Linked DNA regions of Mus musculus: all the other regions are linked to region 3. The links are chromatin contacts, called in public Hi-C and promoter capture Hi-C maps. All regions are on one chromosome and are shown on one strand. The core of a region is the stretch at or near the end of the contact, and the rest is flanking DNA. Distances in the headings are between cores, read along the strand shown. Region 1 holds the start of Tut7 (terminal uridylyl transferase 7). Region 2 holds the start of Tpmt (thiopurine methyltransferase). Region 3 holds the start of Rnf44 (ring finger protein 44). Region 4 holds the start of A830005F24Rik (RIKEN cDNA A830005F24 gene).

Region 1 (3,165 bases), core at 587-3,086, 5.1 Mb after region 3:
ATGGAAATTAGAGTATGATCTCTGAGGTTAAGTGGCCACCCTCCTCCTCTCCCATAAGGTGTTTACTAAAGTAAAATGAGCCTGGCTTTTCTGCTTAGTTTTTAGGGGACAGTACTGCACCTGCCTTGGAGCTTGTGATGGTCCAATGCATGAAATATGTTGAGGCTGCGCAATTATACTGCAAACACTAACACACTCACATTAAAGGGCTCATGACTGAAAAGAACAACACTTATTTGGATGAAGAAAATAGCACAGACACACAGTCTAGAGACTTGAGGCATACCAGGACTTCCTGCTTCCATTTCTGACATGGCTTCTAGGCTGCTGAGGTCTTTCTGAAACAGCCTTCTCACAGCTCTGCAGCCTCTCCCCTCCTGCCACCTGTAGGCATCGTCACTTTCCTGAAAGGATTCCTTCCTTGAGCGGCTTATGACAGGAATCCTAGGTCCGGGCTTGAACTCTCTCCAGCTGTCTGCATTACCAGCGAGTTCATCAGATAGCCATTTTTTATTTTGATCTTTGTGGTTATCATTCATCCAAGCAGGCTGACTGTAAATTGGGTTTTTAAATGCATATGGATTGCTGGAAACCCCATACAGTCCTTTCCTGGGGGTGTTCCCATAGTTCCCGGGTGATATCTTCTTTTTTGGAAGGCCCTTTTCCATTTTACTGCTATGGCCTTTAGCATAATCATCCATTATTAAATAATCTTGTTGGGGATGGCCCCTTCTGAAATCATCATCATCAATAATTCCACGGTCTTTAGTGCGCTTCACAAAGTAAGGTTTTGCTGTATCTCCCATGGTCTTTGACTTCAACTTTCTTACTTTGTACCTGAAAGAAGGCATTGGGGGAGGGGGGAACAAAACAAAATTGTAAAATAATATCATACCAAATACTCAAAGTAACACACGGGTGCCCTGAAGCCTTTATCTTCCCCCATTTAAAAATTAAATTGTTACCACATTCCTAATAATTAATGCATTCCAGAAGTTACAGTGTTCATAAAAACTGGTCCTTATTTAATACAAAGACTAAATCTGAAGACACTTCTATAGTCTCAGAAACTAAAGAAGTAACTTCTATGTAACGAAAGCACCTCTCTTCAAAGTAAACATCCTAAGTCAACACTGTTACAAAACTCCCAAATCTATTTCTTTTTTTTAAAGTTGGCAATTACTTTTAGGTATCAAAGTAGCCGAAACTATGTGAGCAGATTTCAGTTTCGATCAGCCCCCACTCTAAGCTTCGCTTTTCAACCCGGCGCGACCGCTGGGCGAAGGGACAGCACTTCCCACTAAGGTACCGCTCTAAGGGTCCAGGCTTCCGACCAAGGGACAACGCCAGCTGACTTACCCGACTTCTCAGTCCCCAGCCCCAGACAAGTCCAGTTTCGTCACCAACCACAATCCTCCGCAGGATGACACTCCTTTTCCTTCCCCATTCGGCTGCCCCACCCCTGTGTGCCTCAGTTTCCACCAGCGGAGTCCCCAGGCGAAGGAGGAGGCGGTTCCGCGCTACTGGCCACGAAGCCGCCGTGGGGAATAGGAAGCAGGAAGCGCCCGGCCATTGACAGGGTTCCGGGGTTCCCCGGACCAGGGCCGGAGCCCCGACACAAAGTGAAGACGCGGACTCGAACCCGAGGGCTCCGGGCGCACAGCCGGGCCGAGGCGGCCGGAGAAGGACGGCGCCAACGTACCTCGGGGCCGGGCAGATACGCTTCTGGGGGCGGGGGGAACCCACGGGCCCAGCCCGGAGGCGAGTCCCGGAGGGACGCGACGAGACGGCGCCCCGGAGCACTCACCAGCGCCGCTGCGGTCCCCCGCCGCTTCCTGTCCGGGCCCGGCTCCTCACCGTGTTTTCCTTCAGCCCCACTTCCGGCGCTCAGCGCCGTCTCATTGTGCGCGATTGGAAGACTGCGGTGTCCCCGCCCCGCGCTCCGCGGCTGGCCGGAAGCGCGCACCGGAAGCGCGCGCCGCCCAGGTTCCTCCCAGCGCCGGGGGCGCGCCGCGGGTGCGGGCGCAGAGGTCCGGGGTTGCTCCCTAGCTACCTGCGAGATCCGTCGCCCAGTGCTTTCGGGTTCCCCCGACGCCCCTCTGTGGCTGCTCGGGAAGCTGGGTCTTTTTATAATTCCGAGTGGCTCCAAGTTTCAGTGAGGGCCTTGTGAACGACCTTGAAGGAAGTTCAGCGGCCTAAACCTCTGGATTAAGCTCGACCTGGGGGTAGAAAGAGATTCAACTTTTTTTTTTCTTTAAGAACTAGCAAACAGCCGGAGAGTGGTGGCACATGCCTTTAATCCCACTTGGAGGGAGGCAGATTTCTGAGTTCGAGGCCAGCCTGGTCTACAGAGTGAGTTCCAGGACAGCTACGTCTACACAGAGAAACCCTGTCTCAAAAAAACAAAAAACAAAAACTTAGCAAACAACACAGAGTTGCTTTTTTTTTTTCTAATTGAACATTCATTGTTATCTAAAGTGTCCTACATGCCTTGAAAGCCTCAAGCAACTAATGAATAGAAGTGCTGGAAAAAATAAGGCAGTTTTCATTTCTACCTCTACAAAGTATAAATTTAAATCCATTGGGTTCTTTAGCCAACAGTCTTAAAGTGAAGAATGCATACAGCCTTTGCTATTCCAAGAAACTGTCTTTAAAACTGTAAATAAATACTAACTCAATCCTACTAGTTCAGGAAGAAAGGAATACAATTGAAATTTAAAAAGCAAAAGAGACATAGCTAAATGGTTGATATTCTACAACCAACTTGTTTTGTCAGTTTCCTCTTGCTGTGTGGGTTTGGGGATTTCTGAGTTCAAGGCTAGCCTGGTCTACAGAGTGAGTTCCAAGACAGCCAGGGCTACACAGAGAAACCCTGTCTCGGAAAAAAAAAAAAGTATTTACATTCCAAATGCTGCATCCTGGTTCCCCCCTCCCCCTTCCTTTCCCCAGGACCCCTCCTTTCACCTCTGAGAGGGTGTCCCCCCCCCACTTCATTGCCCAACCCTGGTATCATAAGGCACATCCTCTCCCACTGAGGCCAGACAAGCCTTCCCAGAAAGCCATCTTTCTCTAGGGTCCCACAGCTAGTAGCTGTTCTGAATATAACTTGAGAGTTCCTGTCACTGACAGTAAAAGTTCCATGTATCAGACTCTGACCACCAAGCA
Region 2 (3,286 bases), core at 252-2,751, 7.6 Mb before region 3:
CCCCAGTACTTGGGAGATAGAGGCAAGAGGGTTATTGCAAATTCCAGGCCGACATGATCTATATAGTAGATTCCAGGCCATCCAGGGCTACGTAGCAGGACTCTCTCAAAAACAAATAAGATATGAATGGCAGCATGCCTTCAATCCCAGCAGTAGTTAAGAGTACTTGTTGTTCTTGAAAAGAACCCAGTGCAATTCCCAGAAACCACAAGGTGTCTCGTGGCTGTCTGTAACCCCGTTGCAGTGGATCCAATACAGGCAAGACATTCGTTCATATAAGGAAAAAAAAAAAAAAACTAAAAAAAAATTCCACAGTTCCAACCTGCCCTTTAAATCATTGGTGATCATATGTCTTGAATCTGTGAACCAGCAAACATGTCACAAAGGCAGTAATGTAAGGAAATGTCCTGTTGTTGCATGATTTAGCTTCTGTGCTTAGGATTAAAGAAGGACCATCCCCATCAACTCTGGGAACGGAAATGCACTTCACAGCCAAGTATTTGCTAACAAAAGGCTTTTCCCTGATGCTCATGTCAGGGGGCAGAGTCCAGCATTCTGAGAGGTCGGAGGGAAGTATGGGATTATTGTGGATACAGAAAAGCAAGAGAATCGCTCTCCTCCCATCTCCACTCTCTATCAGAAGCTGTGATGCCCAAAGGTGCCCTACAGAAACAAGGGCTCTCCTGAACACAGAAGAAAGATCTTTAGCCCACCCAGCTCTACCTCACCGAAGCTGGGGCTGTTAAACACAACCACTTAGCTGTTGTAACAGCGCCTCAGAGTGGTGCTCACTGATCATTTTTTGAGAAAAAAAAAAATTCTAAAAACAATAAAGGTGCAAAGTACAAGGTTGAGAAAAGACAGATCCGCAATAACTCCCACTAACAAACGTTTACGTCCAATATGCCTACCTAAAAAACATCTTTTTCTGCCTAGGATTTTTTTTTTTCATTTTTAACAGAGGGTCTATCTAGAACTCACTATATAGTACAGGCTGACCTCTAGCTCGCCCTGATCCTCCTGCCTCAGCTTCCTCGTACACAACAATGCTTGGGTTCTGCTTTAGTTTTATTTTTGAATTTCATTAAACTGAAAAGCTAACTTCACTGAAGTCCACAAATCTCCAGGATGGCTCAGTATTTTACACGTGGACATTGTTATCTGAAACACACCACTAAGCAAGGGGCTACTTAATACATCGGACTCAAAGCATTTCTAGTCTGATCATTTATTCCCAGTTTTTGCTGCGGTTATCGGAACCCCTTTTCGGGACTCAAGTAGCTGGGTCATCCATGCTTTTCGGGAGCCCCATTCTGAAAAAACGCTGTAACAGGCTCACACAGTCTTAGCAGATGACCGCCTTTACTACCGGTTGAGAACTTACTTACCTTGGCTGCAGCTAGCTGCTTACCTCTCAGACACTAGCCCGCCTTTGTAAGCCGGGAGCTGTGCAAGGACTCACAGGCCCCGCCCCAGGGGCGAAGGCCCCGCCCAATGTGGTCTGATCCCACCCCGGAAAAGATTATCCAGGCTCCGGTCCTATAGGCCCTGCCCGGGGCGTGAGAACTCTGCCCAGGACACGCAGGCTCCGCCCAGCGTGCAGACCACGCCCAGGGCGCGCAGGCCCCTCCCAGGACCCTGTGACCCCACCCAGGCCGCCCAGGCCCCACCTTCAAACCTAAGCCCCGCCCCGAAGCAAGGTCTCCGCCCAGAACGCGTAGGGCCCCGCCCTTAGCAGCTGCCGAGATTGCGCAGTGGCGGAAATCATCGGGGCGGGGCGAGCGCCGGGACCCTCCTGCTCCCTGGGCCTGTGCGCTCCTCCCACTCCGGGTCACGGCGTGATAGGGGCGGAAGCGGCGGCGGCCGAGCTGCTGCAGCTGGCAGTGCGGATCAGGCCGTCCGGTGCAGCCCGGTGCAGCCCAGGGCAGCATTCGCCCCCTGGCCAGCGCTCTGAGGTAGGGACTCGAGCCTCACGCGGGCGCGCTTGGGGGTGGCGGCGGGCTTCGGGTGACAGCTCCGCACAAAGCGGCCGGCTGTGTGTTGAGCCTGGTCTGGAGGCGCGCGCGTTCCCCGGGGCTCCCCGGCGTCCCGCGTTTGGAAGGGGTGGCGTGGGGGACCCTGTGCAAGCCGGGGCTTCCCGCGCTGGGCTGCGGGGTTGCGGCGCCGCGGGCTTTCCCACTCGTCGCTCTCTTGGAACCCTGCAGGGAGCTGCTTGCGCCTCGGCCGGGCGGAGGTGAGTTGGGCGGCGGCTGCACCTGGCACTCTGGCGCCGGCACCAGCTGCGGACCGGGTGGACAGGACCCCAGTCTGGATTTCCACTCTGGGCTATGGGAACCCCGCAGCCTGGAGGAGGGGTCTTACTCTGGGATTCCACCCAGCGCTGTAGGGAACCCATCTACATGGAGGCAGGACCCCTTTCTCTGCTCCCACCCGGAGCTGTAGGAGCCCCTTAACGTAGAGGAGTTACCCCACTGTAGGAATCTCTTAGCCCAAAGGAGGGAACCCCACTCTGGGCTCCCACTCGGGGCCGTGGAAACCACCCCCCGCCAGTCGCGAAGAGAGACCCTAGGCTGCGGTCCCACTTGCGGACCAGGGAACCCCGTAGCCAAAAGGAGGGACCCTATACTGTGCTCCCACCAGGGACGTGGAAACCCCGCAGCCAGGAGGGGGGACACCAGACTGCCTTCCCCACTCAGGGTGGTCGGGAATCCCCAAAGCTTGGTAGGAGGGGCCCAGGCTTCCCTTCCCGCTCTGTGGTGGTGAGGAGAAACCCCACGCTGGGCTCCTGTGTGGGGCAGTGGGAGCACCGCGGCCAGGAGGAGGGATCCCAGGTTGCGATCCCCACCTTGGGCAGCGAGGCGCCGTCAGGTTCGCTGGTGTAGCGGATACCTTGGGCATCTGCCGCGAGGGCCGCTGATGAGGGCTCAAGCAAGCCTTCCTTGGGATTGCACACCACCAGGTCCCGGTCCATATGGCTGATAGTCGGCGCAGCTGGCCTGTAAGAGAAGCAGGCCCAGCTGCAGAAAGTTGGGGTTGAGTGATCTGGAACCCAGCCACCGAGGCCCAAGTTCTCGAGCAAGCAGCAGACCACGCCAGGTGTGGGGAATCCCTTTCTTAACCCAGGCACAGCTCAAAAAGCGTTGGTTAGTCTTCAGCCTCCCAACTCAAAGCAATCCTTCTGCCCCAGCCTTTCTGCAGCAAATACAAAGCCACCAACCACATCTGCTTTGAATGCTTACACAATATATTGTGGAATCCTTTCGGAGGTTTTCTTCAGAGGGTATGT
Region 3 (3,420 bases), core at 153-2,652:
GAGTACTTCAGGAGCCACGTGTGAGATGTAGTATCTTTATGCGTGAGTAGTGTCCCAGAGACGCAAGAGTGACTGAGCTGGACCAATCAACACACTCAAGGTCAACCAGCACCACTGCTTTCCCACACCTCTCTTCACTGTACTGCTCTCTATCCATAAAGTTTGTGTAAACTCCCCTAAGTCTATCTCTTGTCCCCATGGGTCCACAACCCCGCCAGCCAAGTACAGAGTCCCAAGCACACATTCTAACCCTTGAGTAGAGTCGAATAGGGTCGGTTTGCAGAAAGATTCACTCCCTCTAGCAGACGAGCAGGCTTAGGTGGGAATACAAGTTCCCCTACCCTACATGCTCGCCGTACCTCCCTCTAAGTAGGAGCTTCCCAACTCCCACAAAGGCCGAGGAGGCGATTTAGGGCGGAACCACCACACCTTGGCCAGCTTAGACTCCCTGGGTGACCTTGGTTAAAGAACCCCTTTAGTTTCGGCTAAGCCTTATTAACAATAGAGACTGAAATCTCCCCAGGGCGCCCCTAAAAAAGCCACAGACAAGAAACTAGGTGTTCACATTATGGGGAAGGAAAACAAAGTCCCAGAGGATAAGGCTCCTCCCCAAAGCAGGCCGTGGGGCTCCAGCAGTTTTCCAAAGCTACCCCTCCTTGGGGATGGGACCGAAGCTCGTACACCTGTCTCAGGAGGGGCCTCCGTTGTTCCCCTTACTCCGTAATGCCGCACTCGGAGGAACACTGAGGGGAAAAGGCAGGCAGCACCGCTGGGGCTAGAGCGCTGTGACTTTAAGAGCCGAGGATCCCGGACCATGTGCTCGGCGTGAGACAAAAGCAACAACAAAGGAAGTGGCGGCTGCAGGGGGAGGGGTTGGCTCCTTCCCCTCCACCGCAGCGCTCTGCAAGGCAGAAGAGCGGCCCGGACTAGGTAGCCGCAGGCAGCACCTGGCCCGGGGGCCCCGCCGCCGTCTCCCACCACTCCCTCAGCCCGGGATCGACGCCTACGAGGCCGGCAAACAACGCGTCCCCGAGGGAGCCGTAGTTCCGGGGTGCGGGTCCGAAGTTAAGAGGCCCGGCCCGACTCACCGGCAGCCGTCCGACCACACGCGGGCTCCTTTGTTCGCGATGCGGGGTGCGGACGGTGAAGCGCCCGCTCCTTCGCGAGCCTGCTCTGTCTTCCGCCTCCCCAGCCCGGGCCCGAGAGAAGGGCGGCGCAGGACGCAGCTGTGCTCTCCGGCGGGCTGGCCCTTTAAGAACTGTCCGCGGCGGCCGGATGGAACCAGCCCCACGTTTTGATTCACAACATTCGGATCGGCGGGGGCGCGCAGCGCGGGAGGCGGCTCGCGGGGGCGCGCCAGGACGCGCAAGCAAACAGTAGCGGCAAGAGCGGACACCCGCCCCGCCCCGCAGGCCCCGCCCCGCAGGCCCCGCCCCGCGCCGCGCGTCGGCCAATCGCGTCCTGCGGGCGGCACGTGACTAGCGGGTCGCCATCTTGAAAGGCTGGCTAAAAAAGCCTCTTCGCCCCCACCTCATACTTCAAAGCCCACAAGGCCGAGTCGCAGGTGATGAGCGGTGCGAGCCCAGGTACGGGGACCGTGGCACGCACTAACAGGTCAAGGTTACCTTCTTAGGGCCGCGGCCTCTGTGGGGCACGCAGCCTCTCACGCAGCCGAGGTGAGAGGACCGCTCTTAGCTCGGCAAGCACACTTCCCGGAGATGACGTCACCACAAGCCCGGCAGGCCTGCGATGACCTCATAGCTCACCTCGCCTCTCTACTCGCTCGCTTTCTGTTCCGTTAGACGGCGCCTTTAAACAGCTGGGACAACCCAGGGCTGAAGAGACCAATGACTGAGGAGCCATGCAAATGATTTAACGTCTCCTGGGTAGGGGGATTGGTCTTGCGCGTGCTGACGTCACAGAAACATCTCGGCACCCCGCCCCTAGCGCGGCCCGGGAAAAGGGGTGGAGAGGCTCTAGTTCAGCTGAAGTGGGAAGAGTTGGGATCTCCTGAACCAGGCCCAGGGAGGTTTCTGCAGTTTAGTTCTCTAAGCTTCTCAACGACTGAGAGCCTAGGGATCAGGACAAGCAAGCCACTGTACCGGAAAGAAGAGTCACTCCTCCAGGACCGGCGGATCAATAGTTCGAGAACAGCCTGGTCTACATAGCTACAGAGACCTTGTCTTCAAAATACAAGCAACAAAAATATCACACACCCAGATAGTAACACAGCTGAGGCGAGAGAGGGGGCAGACGTCGGTGTCCCCTTAGGATGCCCCCCCCCCCCCCGGCCAGGCAAACATACAAAGTGGGGTATGGTGTGTCTGCATCGATTATATAAGCAGAACATCACCATTACCTAAAGCACTCATGTCTACTAGGCCGGTCTGTAGTAACTGGACTACTACAGAGTCCACCAACCCAGAACAGGATGTCAGTAGAAAATGGCAACATTTGTTAAACCTCTGTGGCTACAGATGGGTGACACTCTGTACTTTGTGGATGCATCCCATAATCCCAAATATTTAAAAAACAAACCAATTTACTAACAAGGTGTAACAATATTATCAATTTCAACTGAATATTGTATCAGCATACAGTGGGAAGTGATTTGGGAAAAGACACAGGAATTCTCATTAGGGTGCACCTGTTCAGGAGGGCAGATTTGTTTTTTGAGACAGGGTTTCTCTGTATAGCCCTGGCTGGCCTCAGAAATCCACCTGCCTCTGCCTCCCAAGTGCTGGGATTATGCCACCACTGCCCAGCAAGGAGGGCAGATTTTTAAATTTTTCTTTGTATTACTATTGTTTTTGTGTGCTTATAAACATAATCTCCTCTATCTCAGGCAGCCTCAACTCTTGATCCTCTTCCCAAGTGCTGAGATTACAGGCATTATACCACCACTCCTAGTTTAAATTTTTTTAATTTGGTAACTGTGTATTTGCTTTTAAAAATTCTAGACAGAGGGCTGGAGAGATGGCTCAGCGATTAAGAGCACTAGTTACTATTCCAGAGAACCAGGGTTCATTTCCCAGCACCCACAGGGCAGTTTACAACTGTCTGTAGCTCCAAGGAATCTGACACCCTCACACAGACATACATGCAGGCAAAACACCAATACACATAAAATTCTATTCAAAAAAATTCTAGCCGGGCGTGGTGGTGCACACCCTTAATCCCAGTACTTCGGAGGCAGAGGCAGATGGATTTCTGAGGCCAGCCTGGTCTACAAATTGAGTTCCAGGACAGCCAGGGCTATACACAGAAACCCTGTCTCAAAAAACAAACAAACAAAAAATTCTAGACAAAACTGGGTGTAGTGGCCGATGCCTTTAATCCCAGAAACTGGGAAAGGCAGGTGGCCTCTGAGTTAGAGGCCACCCTGATCTACAGACTGGACAGCTAGGGCTACACAGGAAT
Region 4 (3,254 bases), core at 277-2,776, 6.2 Mb before region 3:
GGCACCACCCACAATAGGCCCTCCCCCCTTGATCATCAACCAAAAAAATGCCCCACAGCTGGATCTCATGAAGGCACTTCCCAACTGAAGCGTCTTTCTCTGTGATAACTCCAGCCTGTGTCAAGTTGACACACAAAACCAGCCAGTACAGACAATAGGGCAACTGTACATACAAGCTCACTGCAGTTACAACACCATGCACAAGACCCGTGCAAGCCCAAACCAGAACAAATCTCAGCACAGAGACAAGAGTTCGGCACCAAATACCTAGTACCAAGCTACGGCAATTACTAGCTGCTGGGAGAGGAGGAGAAGGGTTTCTCTAAGAGTATATAGCCCGAGGTAAGCCAATAACAATCCAATGAAATATTCAAGAATATTGAATTCAGCATAAGTTAGTCTTAAAGGGTTTTGAAACAAAAAAGAAAGATAGGTCACAAAGATAGGTGGACTGGGGACAGAATTTTCAGTGGTGAATATAATCAAAATGAGTTGTATATATAGATCAGAGAACTAAAGAGAAAAGGAGAAACCAGGCTACACCGCCAGAAATTCAGGGAGCCAACAAGCCCTGGGTCATGGGGGAAATGTCTCTTCCCATTACATCACTCCAGGCTCTTGGAAGATCCCAGAGCTCAAGGGAGCCACACAAGGTCATTAGCCCACAATGTGTAAAAAGGCCACCCCCACTCCCCCCTACACACATATACACACAGGCACGCACGCGCACACACATACACACCACACACACAAGCCTTGTCACACACCAAGACTCCAAACTTCAAGACTAGCTCTAGTCTCTTGGTCTTTGCCGTTGCATTCAGCCAGGCAATTCTGTATGTTTTCCCCGCAAGGCAAGCGACCAAGCTGTATTTCCAAATTCATGATGAGTGCAGCTCCCCAAGACTTCTGTCCTCACCAATTCAGACATTTGTTCCTGTGGAGGATGGCTCTGATCCCTCACAAACCTCAACAGAGAGCGGGGGTGGAAAGGTGACATCTAGATGCCCCAGGTCCAATCTCCCTGACCTGGCACTAACACAGGGGACACACCTACAGCGTCATAGCCTGGGAAGCAGGCCAGACTGACCTGTAGCTTGTTTAGGACAAGATAGTGGACCCCTAACCCCGTTCTCACATGGCCCCCTCCCCATCCCAGGGTCTTCACCGAGACCCTCCTCCGGGATGGGCAGAGAAGCTGATTCCACTCCCAAAGACTCCACGCATCGAGGATGGAGCAGCGGCAGACACCTGAACCTTGTGGGTGGCCCACGCCAGCTCTCCGGACTCTTCCCCGCCTGGAGGGATCTGCAAGAGCCGAGGACGTCTGCACTTTCGCTCACCAGAACCGCAGTAGAATCGTCCACAGGCACAGGTGACGACTGCAGGATGCGGAAGTACACCGACCGGGGTGACGCGCGCGCACTTCACTACCCACGCAGCGCTAGAGATGGGGGAACTACAATACCCAGAATGCCGCGTACTGCAGGACACCCCATGCTGACTTGGCTGCAACCCGAAGCTTCAGACTATAGGAGGGGCTCCCTAGCACTGCCGGACTCTTTCATTGACTGCAAGACAACAGGGTAAGATCTTAGAGAAACAGAAAAAAAGCAGAAAAGCCAAACCGAAGTAATCTTTGCGTACTTCTAAGGAAGCTCATTAATCAATTCTTTTAAAAAAGATGTGCTATCTAGATGCCTTCCTCCTGCCAATTCAATCTTGGTTGGTTTTTTGTTTGTTTGTTTGTTTTGTTTTTTTTCTTTTTTACGTGCCTGTGAGTCGTGTGTTTTAAACTGCAGCATGTGTGGATACTGTGGGTGTTGTTTCTTGAAAATAATACTTTTTTTAAAAAATGATTACAAAAAGACAAGGGCAAACTAAGTTTGAAGATATTCATAGTGTAATGTTTTAAACTATTTTGCTCATACAAAAAAACACTTCTTGGTTGTAACAGAAAGACAAAAATCTTTGCGAAAAGACTAGGAATTTGAGCGGAACTCAATTTAATTGAATTTGAATTTTCAATTGTATTTCTAGTATTTGACGTGAGCAGTATTTTCAAATTATTTCCCATTTGCTTCTTAAAGTGAGGTGGCAAACAGCAGAAGTCAACAGGGACCAGATTCAGTCTTCCACATAAAACAAGCTTTAAAAGGACAACATGGACTAAGAAACCGATGGGGAAGCACTGCACACAGAAACAATGGAGGAATATCAGTGATGTGGACAATAAACGAAGTGAGCAGCGAACTCCCCTGGTGAGAAACCGTTCTGGCACAGAACAGAGAAGGGAGACCCGAGCAAGACCTGGAGGTCAACCTGAGACGAAGCCGGGGCCCTGGGGAAACCAAGGCAGCTTCAGTTCAAAGGACAGTACGAAGGACCAGAGAAATCCACAGAGGTTCAGTGGCTCCTTCCTCGGGCGTTCACCGAACACTGACAGCACGCGACACACAGCTGTGCCATCCCAGGGAAAAGTCCCGGGAAAAATGTCAGTGGGAATAAAGGGGGTGAGGAACAACACCTCTTCCTATGAGGCCATAAAGCCTTCAGAGTTGTACATAATACCTGGAAATGGTTTCATCTTGATAGGAAGACAAGATGGGGCCCCCGAGCCTTTCTTGTTTCACCTAGGAAAATGCAAAACTAAGCCTAGAAAAGATCAAATTGTTTACAAGTAACTTCATTTTATTTTTTTTTAAGTTTGAGCATACTTAGGATACACGCCACACTTGATAAGGCAAAAAACATGGAATGTCAAGTTTTCAATTAAAAGATGTCATGCCAGTAAAATGGGTCTATATTGTTCAGATAAAGAAAAAATAAAATCAGTAAGAATAATACTAGGAAATAAGGAGAGGCGCTGGAGAGGTGGCTACCGAGTGTTAAGAGCACTTGGGAATCTTGCAGAGGACCCAGGTTCAGTTCCCAGCATCTATAAGATGGCTCACAACTGCTTAGAATTCCACTTCCAAGGATCAGATGCCCTCTTCTGGTCTCTACAGACAACTGCATGCACACAGTGCACTTACCTGCAGGCAAAACACATTAATACTTATAAAAATAAATAAAAATGCATTAAATAAAAATACATTAAGTAAAAAGAAATATCATGTGGAGATGGTCTCAGTGGATAATGTGCATGCCATGGTGCTCAAGCATGAAGATTCGGGTTCGGATGCTCAACACCTTGCTTCAATTTTGTTGTTGTTGTTTTGCATTTTGAGATAGGGTCTCTCCAGAAACTGTCC

What was found. Promoter capture Hi-C pulls out the DNA fragments that hold promoters and counts their contacts. Hi-C and Micro-C count contacts between places; a contact is called where the count stands out from the background.
Region 1: a promoter capture Hi-C map of pre-B cells shows a contact between it and region 3, with 4 times the contacts expected there. The contact joins the promoter of Tut7 here to the promoter of Rnf44 in region 3. A contact is called at or near these places in 1 of 39 promoter capture datasets (pre-B cells) and 1 of 484 Hi-C or Micro-C datasets (CD4 T cells).
Region 2: a Hi-C map of CD4 T cells shows a contact between it and region 3, with 5 times the contacts expected there. The contact joins the promoter of Tpmt here to the promoter of Rnf44 in region 3.
Region 4: a contact with region 3 is called in a Hi-C map of regulatory T cells, with 8 times the contacts expected there. The contact joins the promoter of A830005F24Rik here to the promoter of Rnf44 in region 3. A contact is called at or near these places in 2 of 39 promoter capture datasets (liver and pre-B cells) and 1 of 484 Hi-C or Micro-C datasets (regulatory T cells).

What each region holds. Positions count from the first base shown.
Region 1 is chr13:59,821,274-59,824,438 of GRCm38.p6, forward strand. It overlaps Tut7 (terminal uridylyl transferase 7), which reads right to left and starts at 1,837. Exons shown (of 27, transcript NM_001373962.1): 1 at 1,360-1,837; 2 at 287-837. The coding sequence starts at 806.
Region 2 is chr13:47,041,716-47,045,001 of GRCm38.p6, forward strand. It overlaps Tpmt (thiopurine methyltransferase), which reads right to left and starts at 1,502. Exons shown (of 9, transcript NM_016785.2): 1 at 1,389-1,502. It overlaps Kdm1b (lysine (K)-specific demethylase 1B), which reads left to right and starts at 1,784. Exons shown (of 21, transcript NM_172262.3): 1 at 1,784-1,955.
Region 3 is chr13:54,686,406-54,689,825 of GRCm38.p6, forward strand. Rnf44 (ring finger protein 44) reads right to left here and starts at 1,403. Exons shown (of 11, transcript NM_001146026.1): 1 at 1,089-1,403.
Region 4 is chr13:48,512,044-48,515,297 of GRCm38.p6, forward strand. A830005F24Rik (RIKEN cDNA A830005F24 gene) reads left to right here and starts at 1,527. Exons shown (of 2, transcript NR_165458.1): 1 at 1,527-1,586; 2 at 2,091-2,796. Zfp169 (zinc finger protein 169) reads right to left here and starts at 1,393. Exons shown (of 5, transcript NM_026450.3): 1 at 1,252-1,393.